Regions from separate parts of the Pan troglodytes genome. Here region 1 is linked to region 2. Evidence: chromatin contacts called from public HiChIP or PLAC-seq data. All regions are on one chromosome and are shown on one strand. Each heading gives the region's core, a stretch centred on a gene start, on an enhancer-like site or on the middle of the called end of the contact. The rest is flanking DNA. Distances are from core to core; before and after follow the strand shown. Region 1 holds the start of TCEA1 (transcription elongation factor A1). Region 2 holds the start of ATP6V1H (ATPase H+ transporting V1 subunit H).

Region 1 (5,410 bases), core at 300-2,799, 180 kb after region 2:
TGTAATCCCAGCACTTTGGGAGGCCGAGGTGGGCGGATCACCTGAGGTCAGGAGTTCGAGACCAGCCTGGTTAAGATGGTGAAACCCCGTTTCTACTAAAAATACAAAAAAATAGCCAGGCGTGGTGGCGCACGTCTGTAATCCCAGCTACTCGGGAGGCTGAGGCAGGAGAATCACTTGAACCCGAGAGGCGGAGATTGCAGTGAGCCGAGATCAAGCCATTGCACTCCAGCTTGTGCAACAAGAGTTAAACTCCGTCTCGAAAAAATATGTTTAGCTGAGAACAGATGAGTCTGAAGCAAGGGACTGAAAGTGCCACACAAATGGGCAAGCTGTAGAAACTGGTCGTATGAGGATTTCTTACAAACCACAAAAGCATATGCTTACATAAATATTCATCAATAACAAGAAAATGCCACCAGTATTAACTGTAAACCACTTAGAAAATACCCAACAATATAATTTGTCCAAATCCCTCTACCAGCATTCCGGTGAGTGTGCGTGCTTTAGTCCTAATTCTTCTGTACATTACGACAGGACAAAACCCGCTTTTTATAAAACGTTTAGCAACTCGCCAAGAAACTGGCACACTTTACCTTTTTAATCGCTAAGCAAACATGTAGCACAGTTGAGATAACCAGGCGGACGTTCAGCCCTCTTCAAAAATAAGACACAGAAGTTTTACATTTTACCAGCCCGATATCTAATACCGATCACAAGCCTCTATTTGATGCTCTTTCTAGATGTTGGCCACGGATCACGGAAGACTCCATTCTTTCAAGTTCTGAGGACTTTCTACGCTTCAATTCCTAAGCTAAATTGCCAAGGCTTTACTAGCACGAAAGTTTAAAGTCAACGGAGAGCGTGCCCTAATCCCTAAATCGATTAGGTTTATTACGCGGCACCAGAGAGCAGGGACTGGAAATACAAGAGCGAGCGCGTCCTAACGCGGGTGGCCGCGGGACCCGACGCCCCGGGCCCGGACACCCTCCCCGGGGACGCGGGCGCGGCGGGCCCGGCTCCCAGACGGGAGGCTGCAAGGGGAGGGGAGGGAGAAGGGGGGGGCGGCCCCCTCGGGCCGGACCGCGGCCCGGCCTCCCTCCCGGCCCGCGCCGCTCGCCGCGCTCACCGCGTTCTTCTTCTGCACCATCTTGTCCATCTTCTTGGCAAAGCGGACCACTTCGTCCTCCATGGCTCCGGCAGGTCTTCTCCGCGCCCACCCCACTGGCAAGGGGAAGTGGGCGAAGCTGGAGCGGAAGACACAGCAGGAGAGACCCCCGGCGCGCGGCAACCCCCACCACCGCAGGCCCGGGCCTAAGCCCCCTTCCTCACGAACTAAGCCCGCGGCGGCGGCGGCGGCTCCGGCTCCGCCTCCGGCTCCTCCTCCCCAGGCAGCGACAATCGAACACCGCGCGCGACGTGCAGGCGCTACCAATTGACTGCAGATCGCTGGTGAGGGGCGAGCCCATGTTCCCGCCAGGCGGGCGTCGGGCTAGTGGGCAGGCGTGGCTTCCGGCTAGAGGGTCGTGGAAGGCGCCCGGTTTTGCTGCGCGTTCACCTCCGGTCCCGCCCCCTCACGGGGCGGGTTTTCGGCCCCCTGTTGCATCGGGACATCCCGGAGTTTTAGAACTCGCGGAGGCCCAAGTATCTCGAAACGGGGGCAGATACCGAGCATGGAACTTTGGCAGGTTTTAAAGTCTGTGGGAAGCCAAGCACTTTCTCCATAGGAGACTGCTACGGGGAAAAATGGAACCCGCGTCCTCTAAATTAGGTTACGGAGTTACTCGTTTTAAGAGTTCCTTTTTTTTTGAGACGGAGCCTCGCTCTGTCGCCAGGCTGGAGTACAGTGGCGCGATCTCGGCTCACTGCAACCTCCTCCCCCCGGGTTCAAGCGATTCTCCTGCTTTAGCTTCCCGAGTAGCTGGGACTACAGGCGCCCGCCACCACGCCCTGCTAATTTTTTGTATTTTTAGTAGAGACAGGGTTTCACCATGTTGGCCAGGATGGTTTTGATCTCTTGACCTAGTGATCTGCCCGCCTCGGCCTCCCAAAGTGCTGGGATTACAGACCTGAGCCACTGCACCCGGCTAAGCGTTCCTTTTTAAAAAAAAAAAAATCGGCCGGGCGCGGTGGCTCATGCCTGTAATCCCAGCACTTTGGGAGGCCGAGGCGGGCGGATCACCTGAGGTGAGGAGTTCGAGACCAGCCTGACCAACATGGAGAAACATCGTCACTACTAAAAATACAAAATTAGCCGGGCGTCGTGGCCTGTGATCCCAGCCACTCGGGAGGCTGAGGCAGGAGAATCGCTTGAACCCGGGAGGCGGAAGTTGCGGTGAGCCGAGACTGCCATTGCACTCTAGCCTGGGCGACAAGAGCGAAACTCCGTCTCAAAAAAAATAAAAAATAAATAAAGGTGAAATCGTGAGCTCCTGGAGTACTAAGAACCAGTCTTGGGCATGGCATTTTGAATAGTTGAAGAACAGTTGACGGAAACCTTCTGGTCAGAAATTACACAAGGCATCCCACCAGCTTCTGAGGATCAGAGAGGAAGGTGAATTAAGTGGTGACAGGGTTCATAGTGGAGAATGCAGGCTCCTCCAAAAAGTCTTTCCCAACTTAAACCCTTCACTACCAACTCATGCTATTTGCAGGTATAACTCCCACACCACGTAACTATCATTCATCAAAATACACCGCCTAATAATGTTCTTTCTATACTGAGATGACAGATTTTTCCTGGTTATGACTCACTCATTTGGGGGAGAAGTATTGGGATCGTTTCCCTATTTTGTTTCATTTTTAAATTATCTTTTTATTATTGATTTCCAGCTTAAATTGTAGTATTTGTTGAGATTTATTTTGTCAATTTTTTTTTTTTTTTTTTTTTTTTTTGAGACGGAGTTTTGCTCTTATTGACCAGGCTGGAGTGCAGTGGTGCCATCTCGGCTGGCTCACTGCAACCTCCACCTCCCGGGTTCAAGCGATTTTCCTGCCTCAGTCTCCTGAGTAGCTGGGACTACAGGCGCCCACCAGCACACCCGGCTAATTTTTTGTATTTTTAGTAGAGACGAAGTTTCTCCATGTTGGCCAGGCCGATCTCGAACTCCTGGCCTCAGGTGATCTGCCCACCTCGGCCTTCCAAAGTGCTGGGATTACAGGCGTGAGCCACTGCGCCCGGCCTGTCTTGTCAATGTTTATGCATATCTATGTGTTCTAAAAAAGAACACACAGAAAAAAATTGTTTTCTACAGAAAATGTTGCAATATTTACATCCCTGTTTGCTGTCTGCTTCATGCCTCAATTAATGAGTATGTAAAAATTTCCCCTTATGATGTGGATTTGTACATTTATTCTAACAATTCTGTCATTTTTCTTTTTTCCCAAAGAATCAGTTGATTTTTTTTACTGTAAAATACACACATCCCTGTTTGCTGTCTGCTTCATGCCTCAATTAATGAGTATGTAAAAATTTCCCTTTACAATGTGGATTTGTACATTTATTCTAATAATTCTGTCATTTTTCTTTTTTCCCAAAGAATCAGTTGATTTTTTTCTTTACTGTAAAATACACATAACACAAAATTTATCCATTTAACTACTTTTCTTCTTTTTTCATGCTACCTTGTCTAAGACCATTTTTAACTATTTTTTTAGATTTTAATTCATTTTATTTTATTTTTTATTTTTTTTTAGACGGAGTCTCGACTTATCACCCAGGCTGGAGTGCAGTGGCGTGATCTCGGCTCACTGCAACCTTTGCCTCCCAGGTTCAGGCAATTCTCCTGCCTCTGCCTCCCAAGTAGCTAGGATTACAGGTGCCCACCACCACGCCCTGGTAACTTTTGTATTTTTAGTAGAGATGGGATTTTACTATGTTAGGCAGGGTGTTCTCAAACTCCTGACTTCAGGTGATCTGCCCACCTCGGCCTCCCAAAGTGCTGGGATTGCAGGTGTGAGCCACCTCACCTGGCCTGTTTTAGCTATTTTAAAGTGTAAAGGCCTGGTGTGTGCATACCCAGTGTGCATGGGATACAGCAAAGGCAACACTCAGATGGAAATGTATAGCTGTAGATACCTATGTTTAAACATAAAGATCTCTGGCTGGGCGCAGTGGCTCATGCCTGTAATCCCAACACTTTGGGAGGCCAAGGTGGGCGGGTCACCTGAAGTCAGGAGTTCGAAAACAGCCTGGCCAACACAGTGAAACCCCGTCTCTACTAAAAATACAAAAATTAGCTGGTCCTGGTGGTGGCCGCCTGTAATCCCAGTTACTCGGGAGGCTGAGGCAGGAGAATCGCTTAAACCCAGGAGGTAGAGGTTGCAGTGAGCTGAGATTGCGCCACTGCACTCCAGCCTGGGTGACAGAGCAAGGTTCCGTCTCAAAAATAAATAAATAAGTAAATATAAAATAAAAAAGTGTACAATTCAGTGGCATTTCTAATGATAACAATATAGTGCCACCATCACCACTCGATAGTTCCCAAAAGTTTTCCAAAAATGTTCATCACCTCAAAAAGAAACCCAGTATCAATTAAGCAGTCACTCCTGATTCCTTTCTCCGCTCAACCCTTGGCAACTACTAATTGGCTATCTCTATAGTCTTGAATATTCTGAACATTTTATATATTTAATAAATAGAATCCTAGAATATGTGACCTTTTCTGACTGGCTTCTTTCACTTAGCATGTTTTCAAGGTTCACCTGTGTTGTAGCCGTGTCAGTACTTCATTCCTTTTTATGGCTGAATAATATGCATTGCATATAGATAACATTTTTAAAATTCATTCATCACATGATGGACATAAGCATTGTTTCAACCCACCTTTCACTACTCCACATTTTCACTCTTGTGAATAGTGCAGCTATGAACATGCCTGTACAAAGTTTTGTGGGAACACCTGTTTTCAGTTCTTTTGGGTGTGAACCTAGGAGTAGAATTGTTGGGTTTCATGGTAATTCTACATTTAAATTCGAGGAACTGTCCATCTGTTTTCCACAGCAACTGCACCATTTTTACATACCCATCGGAAACGTCATTGGGCTCGAACTTCTCTGCATCTTTGTCAACAATTGTTGTTGTCCTTTATTTTTATTTTTATTATTTCTTTTTTGATACAGTGTTTCGCTCTTATTGCCCAGGCTGGAGTGCAATAGCGTGACCTCAGCTCACTGGAACCTCCACCTCCCGGATTCAAGTGATTCTCCTGCCTCAGCCTCCGGAGTAGCTGGGATTACAGGTGCCTGCCACCATGCCTAGCTAATGGTTTGTATTTTTAGTAGAGACGGGGTTTCACCATGTTGGCCAGACTGGTCTTGAACTCCTGACCTCAGGTGATCTGCCCACCTTGGCCTCCCAAAGTGCTGAGATTACAGGAGTGACACACTGTGCCCAGCCTGTTTAGTTCAT
Region 2 (4,849 bases), core at 779-3,278:
CATATGACTGTCCATGATTCACAGCAAATTGGTACTTACTGAAGATAGGATTGCCAGTTCACTTTGTTTGCACGAACTTCTGCAGCCTTGGCAGCAATAATATTGGTGGGGACAGCAGCATCCACAGCACCTCGGATATCCATTTTGGTCATCTAAACTTCGTAATCTTGAATGTCTTTCAACAAATCTTCAATTTTGATGCAAGGTAAAAACAGAATATGAGGTGTTTCTCTTTTTTACAACTATTAATATTATGATTATGAATATCATGATCACTTTAATCTCCCCAGGCATTCAACTCAAATATTAAATGTCCTAAGTCTGAAAGTATCATTATATTTCAAATATTGTCCACTGCTCCATAAAAGAGTTCTTTAGGCTTTTGCTTTTCTAGAAAAATTTTTTTCATTATTGGCACTAACATTGCAGTAAGATTTTTAAAGCAATCACCTAATATACTGAAATCAGAAATCATGATTAAATAGAATAGGTATAAATATGGGAAAAATTGTAAATTTATACAATTGTGGTTAACTTTTCTCATAGAGAAACAATAAGAATATGAATAGTACGGATAAGGCTAGCTTTATAAACATTTACTAAGCATCATTTTGAAGTGGCACATTAAAAATTCTAAGTCCTTTCGAAAATTACTCAAATTAAAATACACAAAGTGGGAACATAATTTCTTAGAAGACAGTGCTTTCCTTTTCAAACAAAATTCATAGTATTTGCAAAATCAAAATTCGGAGAGAAAGTTTTAGAACAAATACATATTACAATTTAGATAAGACAACAATGGCGGTCTGGCTGGACGACAAGAACCTACAATAATGAAATTCTATGTAATTCTCACTCCTAAACTTCCAGATACAAACGACTGATTTTAACACAAAGCAAAATACAGGTTGCCACTTGCAAAACATAAATTCACAGCCATGGCCACAAAGAAGTTAAAATCCTACCCAAAATTATATTCCGGGTTTCCAACGATCTTAATCAATTTGGAACTTAATCTCTGTATCTGAAGATTTGCTGTATAAACAACCCTGGGCAGCGCGGAACGACAGGGCCCAGGAAAAAACAGGCTTCAACTGGGCCAGGCTGGAACTCTGCAGCCAAGGAGGCTCAGCCTCAGCAGCCCGTCCTGGGGTAGCTCAAGGTGTCTCTAGACAATTACCTAAGTCCCTGAACTACTCGCACCCCCAGCGATCCAGGGCCGTGGCCCAGTCCTGGAGAAGGTATACTTTTTACCCCTCCCGCTCCACTCTCCTGCCCGCCCCTGACGTTTCTTCCCCCTGCGAGAAAGGCTCCAGAATTTCGCTTAATAAACCTGGTTGAGGCCTGGAAGAAAAGCAATCTGGCAACCGGGGCCGAAGAACAGGAGAGGACCAAGCGGCAAGACACCAGCACGCACCGCAAGCTGGAGAAACTGCAAGAGTCGCCTGACCTGGTCTGCAGCCTGAGACCAAACAACGCGAGGGCGGCCTTACCTCGCGAATCCTCGGGACCCCACAACGCACCCAAAGCCGGCAGGGAGGGTGGTCCGGGGCGCCGGGGACACAGCCGGGCTGGGGCGCCGCGTCAGAGCCAAGTAGGCGTCTCCTGTCAGGTCCAGAGGTCTGAGCAGTGGAGGGAGACTCCGGGAGCCGAAAGTGAAGCGGGTCCCGCACCAAGGAGACGTTGAGGGCCGCACAGGTAGAAGGAAGCCAGGGCGGCCGCAGTAGAATGACAGAGGCGCCGGTCACGTGATCGGAGGCACGTGACTGCTGCGGAAGGCGGAAGCCGGGAGACTCCAAAGCAGCAAGAGGAGGGGCGGGCGCTGCGGCGGGGCTTGTTCGGTGCGGACAACTGGATTCCCGAGTCCGTAACTTGGGCCCCGGAGCGACGCAAGGGTCGGGCCCCAGCCAGCCAGGGCAGGTGGGAGGCGGCGAGCGTGGCGGGCAAGCTAAGACCCGCCGCCCCCAGACCTAGCGCCTCGCCTAGGGGAGGCCGAGGACCTCCGCCCGGAAGCAGCTAGCAGAGGCCAAAACTCTCTTATTGTAACCGTCATTCTTTTGAAAAGTTTGATTTCGCGCTTTCAAATTAATTTCCATTTGGATTTAACAGCTCCATGAAGCAGACGTTCTTATTCTGATTTTAAATAGAAAACTGGGGCTGAGAAGTGGGTCTGAAAAGCTCTCTTAACCTAGGGTTGCACATTTAGCAAATAATAAATTCCATTGCAGTATTTACTTTTATACTAAAAAGTTATTCGTTGTTTATCTAAAATTCACATTTACAGGACGTCTGGTATTTTATCCAACAGTCCCATCTGGAGCCCAAATTTTCCCCTAGTCCAGGCCTCAGCAACTGTCTTTGCCTTAAAGTAAGAATGTACTGCCCTGGAGGTGAGGTATATATGATGGCATGTTTTCCTTAAAAAGCAATGAAAGGGGCCGGGCGCGGTGGCTCACTCCTGTAATCCCAGCACTTTGGGAGGCCGAGGCCGGTGGATCACCTGAGGTCTGGAGTTCGAGACCAGCTGACCAACATGGTGAAACCCCATCTCTACTAAAAATACAAAAAATTAGCTGGGTGTGGTGGCGCATGCCTGTAATCCCAGCTACTTGGGAGGCTGAGGTAGGAGAATCACTTGAACCCGGGAGGCAGAGGTTGCAGTGAGCCAAGATCGCACCATTGTACTCCAGCCTGGGCAGAAAAAGCAAAACTCCGTCTCAAAAAAAAAAAAAAAAAAATTCTTTGAAAGGGATTTATAACCAACCCATTTTTACTAGTAAAATTAAAGTCAGAATAATCAAAATCATGCATTGATTGTGAATAAAGATATATAATAACGGTGTCAAAGATTGTACTAGGTCACTCATTCTGTCTTAGCCAGAAGTGAAAGTCTGTTGTTTTGAAAGCAAATCTAAGGGGGAAAACTTTCATAAAAGAGAAAAACCGATCGTGTACTAATAAACTCCCAAAAGCTGAAACAGCATGTTTTCTGTGTAACTGAGCAAAGCTGGCAGTGAGGCCTGATCTTCGCATTTCCTTTCTGTATCACCTAAGCCACAGACTGGCGTGATACAGCGAGTCTCATCAGATTTCGGGAGGCTCTCCTCTTTTCCGGGAGGCACAAAGATATGGAACAAAATCAGGAACAGTGCAGTGAGCAAAGGGGACTGCTTCACAGGCACCTGGGCTGGCGTTCTCCAAGCATCACAACATTACCAGACAATTTGCCTGGAATAGGGAGAAGAGAAGAGGCAGGTACTCCCGGCATTATCTCTCTTAACATTATTTCTGTAACACTTCTATCGGAGATTTTTCTTGGTCCATTCAGGCTCCTGTAACAAAGTGCTGTAGACTGGGTGGCTTATAAACAACAGAAATTCATTTTCTCACAGTTCTGGAGGTTGAAAGTCCAGAATTGGGGTGCTATCATGGTGAGGTTCTGGGAAGGATTGTCCCAGGTTGCAAACTGCTGTCTTCTCATTGTAGCTTCACATGGTGGAGAGGTGAGAGAGCTCTCTGGGGTCTCTTTCATAAGGACATTAATTTCATTCATGAGAGCTCCACCCTCATGACCTGATCATTTCCCAAAGGTCCCACCTCCTAATATCATCACCTTGGGAGTTAGGATTTCAACACAGGAATTTTGGGGAGACACAAACAGACCATAGCAGTGATCTCAGTTACCTAATTATATATCATACCTGGGGTCCCCATACCCTGGGCCACAGACTGGTGTGGTGCATGGCCTGTTAGGAACCCGGCTGCACAGCAGGAGGTGAGCGGCGGGCAAGTCCCATTACCGCCTAAACTCTGCCTCCTGTCAGATCAGCAGCGGTATTAGATTTTGACAGAAGCATGAACCCTATCGTGAACTGCACATTGCAAGGGATCTAGGTTGCACACTCTGTATGAGAATCTAATGCCTGATGAGCTGAGGTGGAACAGTGTCATCCTGAAACCAGCCGCATCACCTCCCACCCTGTCTGTGGAAGAATTGTCTTCCTCGAAACTGGCCCCTGGTACCAAAAGGGTTGGGGACTGCTGTATTATGACATAAGAAAGATAACCTTTGAGCTACTTTGTAATTTCTTTGAAATTGAGCTTCAGATTTGTTATTTAGAAATGACATAAGGGGAAGTTAGATGAATCTATATGGACAGGAGAAAATAATATTAATAATGTATTTATTAAGTTAATGTTCAATTCTTCACTAGAATAGGATTACATGTTTGGAGATGTAAAGTAGGAATCTACCACTTAGGAATCATCAGAGGATAGAAAATATATGACGTTTCAAAGGAATTTCTTCTGTCTGAAATATATGGAATGCTATAAACACCATCATTTCCAATCTTTTCTTTCCAAGTATGAATTGAACTTATATTTGCCTACAGAAACAGAAGAGTTCTAGTCAAAGAAAATCCTATTCTAAAATATTTGTCATGAAAACTTACCACCCCCAAGTGAAGATTATGCTACCAGCCTACCTTCAGTTACACAAGGACTCTGAGAAGTTTTTATAGCTGACTGAATAAATTATTAGTTTAATGGAAGAATGGTTTTTCCATTCTTTCACACAGTCTCCTTGGGAACAATAGGCATTTGCAAGAAGCTGGCCTAGTTTGGCCTAATGGTAACACTGAGTAGTGACGTCATGACCCCTTCAACAAAGTGCTCTAACCAACTGTCCTAACAACTTCTGATTGCTTTGATATTGCCAAAGCACATCTATCATCAATCATGCTGGTTTTCACTTACACTCCATACCAGTGTCCTGAATACTCAGGGCAACCAAGCTTCAGATTTTCCAGGTAAGTTAATTTCATTGCATTGCACCATCGGCCCCATA

Evidence for each region. HiChIP or PLAC-seq counts read pairs in DNA pulled down with a chosen protein or histone mark.
Region 1: an H3K4me3 HiChIP or PLAC-seq map of stem cell-derived excitatory neurons shows a contact between it and region 2, with 2.2 times the contacts expected there. The contact joins the promoter of TCEA1 here to the promoter of ATP6V1H in region 2. A contact is called at or near these places in 2 of 7 Hi-C or Micro-C datasets (blood and stem cell-derived neural progenitor cells) and 1 of 1 datasets of contacts at active chromatin or transcription factors (stem cell-derived excitatory neurons).

What each region holds. Positions count from the first base shown.
Region 1 is chr7:62,608,021-62,613,430 of NHGRI_mPanTro3-v2.0_pri, forward strand. TCEA1 (transcription elongation factor A1) reads right to left here and starts at 1,550. Exons shown (of 10, transcript XM_528135.8): 1 at 1,130-1,550. The coding sequence starts at 1,192.
Region 2 is chr7:62,427,141-62,431,989 of NHGRI_mPanTro3-v2.0_pri, forward strand. It overlaps ATP6V1H (ATPase H+ transporting V1 subunit H), which reads right to left and starts at 2,029. Exons shown (of 14, transcript XM_016959475.3): 1 at 1,494-2,029; 2 at 40-187. The coding sequence starts at 152.